Regions from separate parts of the Cyprinus carpio genome. Here region 1 is linked to region 2. The links are chromatin contacts, called in public Hi-C maps. All regions are on one chromosome and are shown on one strand. The core of a region is the stretch at or near the end of the contact, and the rest is flanking DNA. Distances in the headings are between cores, read along the strand shown. Region 1 overlaps si:ch211-51h4.2. Region 2 has its middle 20 kb from the start of LOC109110205.

The links. A called contact is a pair of places that touch in the nucleus more often than the background predicts.
Region 1: a Hi-C map of red blood cells shows a contact between it and region 2, with 4 times the contacts expected there. The contact joins two enhancer-like sites. A contact is called at or near these places in 2 of 8 Hi-C or Micro-C datasets (liver and red blood cells).

Annotation. Positions count from the first base shown.
Region 1 is chrB11:19,291,061-19,293,760 of ASM1834038v1, forward strand. The region is part of intron 18 of si:ch211-51h4.2; the gene reads right to left. The region is part of intron 2 of LOC109110205 (F-box-like/WD repeat-containing protein TBL1XR1); the gene reads left to right. Among protein-coding and RNA genes, the nearest start is that of LOC109110205, 48 kb to the left of the region's middle. Within about 2 kb of position 1,396, at least 3 of the 8 cell types and tissues checked have an H3K27ac peak or open chromatin away from gene starts, as enhancers often do.
Region 2 is chrB11:19,223,202-19,225,901 of ASM1834038v1, forward strand. No RefSeq gene overlaps it. Among protein-coding and RNA genes, the nearest start is that of LOC109110205, 20 kb to the right of the region's middle. Within about 2 kb of position 1,375, at least 2 of the 8 cell types and tissues checked have an H3K27ac peak or open chromatin away from gene starts, as enhancers often do.

The sequences.
Region 1 (2,700 bases), core at 146-2,645, 68 kb after region 2:
GAGCAACATACAGAATATAAGAAACAGCAGAATTAATTTATTTTTTCTTTGATTTGTTTCCTAAAAAGAAAAAATAAAGACTGACATCTTTATTTAACCTAAATCTGTAATTATAGTTATTTAATTTTAATTATATAATTCATATAAGCTACATTTAATTTATATAATTTCATATCATTTAGTTATATAATAATAATCATACACATAATTTGATTTAATAATAACCCAGTTTGAAGCAAAAACAGAATGTTCTGACAAGCTTTGTGAAATTATACCACATACACTTTTCAAAAGACAGTCAGCTCCCCTCAGAAACACATTCATATAAACCCCCAAATCAATATTGAGGATTTTCTTCCAATAGTTTGTGCATCATGAACAGTGAGTGATCTGCCTCCTACAGTATTTTTCTTTGTGTATCCGTCTTCAGCGTCTCTGGCCTGTGTTAACGGGCGTTATCAGACTTCATATTTTCACATAAATTACATTTTGGAAAATAACTGCATTGCAACGCCGTTTGTGCAAGTCCAGAACAGAGAGTTGCAATAAGGCAAAAAATGGTTGGTTGCCGATCGCGTAAAGGCCAGAGTATATTTCGGCCGTCTGCACACCGTCGGCATTACGTTATTTTCGTCTTCAAGAGGGCTTGCAGACAGCCGCGCTGTGCACGTGTCGAGCTCATCCGTCCGCGCTCATCTGCGGTTGAGTATACCGTTTAAAGCTGTGTGGACGCGGCTGTGCGCGAGACGGAAAGGAATGCTGAATGTGAAGTCTACCCGAGTCAATTATTTGAGATAACGTACGAATATAAGTATTTAGAATGATCTTAATGTTAACTCTAGTATTATTGTTTGTTTAAACATTTTTGTGAGTTAAGATGTGTGCAAAATATTTTTCTTGGTTACACCACATGACATTGGTAGAGTCATTAATTTTTTTTTTTTTGATTTTTGTTGTTAATTAACATTATTATTATTAATATTATTATTATGTTTAGATTTAATAATTAATGGAGTTCATATTTTTGATAATGTTGATACATTTATGGATTAATTCATGATATTTGTAAAAACAAAAAATAATAATAATTATTATTATTATTACTATATTTTTATTTTGAAGATACTCTTATTTGTCACTTGAATGCATTTAATCATTCTGGAGCTGGAAGAAAATGACTTCATCACCGTTTCTGATTTGCAGACTCCTTTCTGCATGACCTTCTTTTACATTATGGCTATAAACTGGCCTGTTATCAGTCCGTAACTTGATAGCCATCCGTTACACCTTTCACCCAAACCGGTTAAATAGCATTTCCTCTCAGACTTCCCCTCAGCCTTGAATAACATAGTACAAACTCCCTCACCCCAAGTGCATGTGCTCCACTGTTACGCAACCCACGCCGACTTTGATTATACAATGATTACACTACACACCAAGCATCCTCCAGTGTACCAAAATGTTGTTCAAGGCAGAGAACTTATCGTGATATTTGCATTCCTAAAGGCGATTTACGAGGCACAGATGGCGATATATCTCATGGAGGTCTGTGACCCGTTTCAATAAAAGCTCTTTCTGTGTCACGTCTACAAGGGAATTTCCCCACCCGTGGTTTCTTTACTTGAACTAATGTTGCAGACTGTAAATGCCTGGAGTTCCCTGCTCAGTTTTACAGGCTAGGTGGTCCTGAATAGCAGGGGTGATACATTGGAAGGTAGCGTTCCTCCTCAGTATTGACTCAGCCACTCGATAATATAGATAAGCACTCTGCACATTTTGCAGGGATTTAATTTGGCTATGCTGTGAGATAAAACGCATCGATCAGGTGGCACAGTTCTACCTGATTTGATTGGATGCCGCAGTATCTCTGTTATCTGATTGGCCTCGACACACTGCCTTTTGATGATGTTCCTATTTGCATGCGTTTGCATATTTTATGAAGGGAACGCAAGACGGGCAACACTAATGTTCCAGAAGTTCAGCCAGCTAACTGAGCGTTCATCAGCAGGCTTAATGTTACTCAAAAACAAGCTGTAGTCGGTTAATAAGGGAGCAGGTAGGTGTTACGTCACACGACGGCACTGTCTACAAATAGATCTAAACCCCATCGCTCAAAAAAACGATTTGCAAGCAAGAACCTGAGGAGGCGGCGAAAACCATCCCTCTTGCAAGCAAACCACATCCTATGACTGTAAACGCAGAGCAATGGGGGAACACTTTCCACTTCACTTCTCTGTATAAATAAGGATGTGATCTGGAATGGCGGACACCGAGGTCATGAGGAAATGGGTCACTTTTCAGAATTAGCCCACTTGTAGTTATGCAGCATTTCGATGTGGAACTGAAAATATGTTTGTGCTCGATGATGCTCTTTTCTGGAGAAAGTCCAATGCTGAGCGGACGTCTTGAAATTGTGGCATAATATAGAGCACGAATGAAATATTATTTGAATAAACAACCCTAAAGTGTATGCAAACAAATGACCTTGAGAATGTAATGTGTTGCTTGTCTGCTTTAAATCGCAATTTAACCAGTATTTAGAGAGTGTCAAATCTAGGTCAGGTTTAATTTCAAGTAAATGTTCCTGCGCCAAAAAATTCAACACATCTGTTAGCTCTAACGGACAATTTGGCAGCTCTGTAAAGCCAAAGTCACAATGAATCCAAGTGTCAAACTCAAGTAAACAGAAGTATTCTGTAG
Region 2 (2,700 bases), core at 125-2,624:
AATTAATTGGAATGTGAACAAACTCTGTAAACAGACACACTGTAAACAATATGTAGCCTATGCTATATATATATATATATATATATATATATATATATATATATATATATATATATATATATATATATATATATATATATATATATATATATATATATATATATTTATAATGTTTATGTTTTGGATGGCTGATTAATCCCACATATGCACTGCATGTTTTAGCTAATTAGCTCACTGGCAAAGCAGTTCAGTTGACCAGACTTTTGCAGCTCAATCCCCAAATATAGCCTACTATAATTTGCTTATTTGCATAAAGACACATTTCCTGTGGGGACTGGCTTAAAATAGTTCTCTGTATCACAGCAGACATGAAAAACAAAACAAAAAAAAAACACAAAAAAAAAACAGTAATAACCATGCTCTGGTAAATCGTTGTTACATAAACTTTAAAATAATGACATACGAAGTCATAACTATGAAAAAAGTCAAAATTGACAACAATTTTGACATTAAAAAACAACATAAAAACATAACCTATTGATAAAGTATAAACATATTTTGAAGAATGTACAGAACAAACAGCTGACAGAAGCCACTGACTTACACAGTATTTTTCCATACAATGGATGTCAATGGCTATCATGCAACTGTACTTCAAAATATCTTGTTTCGTGTTCAATAGAAGTATTAAGCTTATACAGGTTTGGGACAACCTGGTTGGTTCCTCCTGGTAGCTACTCTACCACTAAGGTAATCTGATGGCAAAAGATCTTGTTCCATTGGTAGTAGGCAGTTTTGTGCTGTAGGAAAGACTTAATTAGATTGAGGTTTCCTGATTTCACATCAAGTCAAAACAACTGGAAGAACTGGCTGAGAAGCTCTTGATGAGGCCATCTCTCTGCTAGAGTGAGTTAGCACTTAACCACATGATCAGGATCTTTTCCCTTGTTTCTTTTTATACTGTTGTTCTTCCTTATTTACTTCAAAAACATCTGCCGAAAGTCTGGATGACATTTTAAAGTTAAAGAGGATCAGATGTCTAGCACTCCTCAACCTTCCCCCAGCAGACCTACACCATCACCCGCAATATATTAATTAAAAACAGTGCACTTACTCCTCTGTGTGCCCGAGTGTGTGTGTTTCTGAGTGTTTGATATTGTATTTAGGGAGACATCAGAGACTCAATGACTGGAAAACTCACGTCAGGTTTCCTCAGCTTGTCTCCAGACCCCTTATGAGACACAGATCCCACCCCGTCTCCAGCTCTCTTTTTGCAATAATGAAAAATTGACCTGCTTAGAGCATCTAACCACAACGCTCTCCCCAGAGGTCTCTCTCCATTACAGTTAATTTATGTATCTCACAATGGCAGTAGCAGACCAGTGTAATCTTTCTAAAGACAGTAATGAAGATCCATTAGATGTTAGTAGGAATGTTCTGCAGGAGAAAGAGAAGAAGATGCATATGGAGCATTAATACACTGCGTTTCATTCAACTTCTCCTTATCCTCTCTAGGGTCACTTAACTTATTGAAATGAAAATGCTGAGAAGTGCAAAGGAGACACAATGAGAACCAGCTGTAATCAATGCAAAACATCAAACGTAAAGTGTGGAGTAATGTCACATTCCATTTAAAGTCATTTTTACAATCTCCAGATTTAGATCTCACAAGCACTGCATTTTAAGTACCACGTAAAAATTAAATAAAGTAACCAATTATCATTTTAATATTCATTTTTAATAAGTTAGAAATCTAAATAATGAAGCACTGTTCAAAAGTGACAAATAGATAGACATATTTAAAACGGTTTGTTTAATGTCAAGTTTATTATTATAATTAATGTATTAAAGTATAGTTAATTGAGTAAATAAATAATGAACTGATATGAAAAGAAAAATGCAATCTAAAAAATCAGTTATTGATGTATTATTTATTTTTACATTCAAGTAACATTCTAAACATGAATTAAATGTTTATTTATTAACACTCTAAACATTAATTCATTGTCTATTTATTTGTCAATTTGAACAGTTTTTTCATCTATTTTGTGCTCTAACTGTATTTTTATATGTGAACAGAATAAACAGGGTTGTGCTTATTTATTTGTCATTTTAAGATGTTATTTATTAATAAGTGTAAAATAAAATAATGTAGCATAATAACATTTAAATTTGATTAATTGATAATTCATTGATTATTAATTGATAAAATGGTAAAAAAAAAAAAAATGTTGTTGTTTTTTTCTTGTGGGGATAGGACCTTTAATCATCCATGTTCCTTTGTCTAATGCACATGTGTGGATGTATCGGGGAATAAAATATGGCATCCATTAGTCCAGTAGTTGTTCAGTTCTCAAGAAAAAAGCCTCCTCGTAACCTGATTGTGGAGGATAAACAACACATCCATGTGGGGGGAGTTACGACAGATAGTTACGCTGTCTTAGACACCCCAGTTTGACCAAATTCTAAGGCAACACTGCATATATCTTTCACACATAAAGCAGTCTCTGAATGCTCAGCTAGGAGGCAAATGTTTTGTTTGTTTTGTTTTTCCTAGTAGAAGTGTTGAACATGAATATTGAATGCAGACTAATGCTGAGATAATAAGCATACAATGTTAATTTTATGTTCTGAAACACCTAAATGTTTACAGCATTTGACCCACATTCCTGCTCAAAGCCGGGCAGAACAATCTCAAAA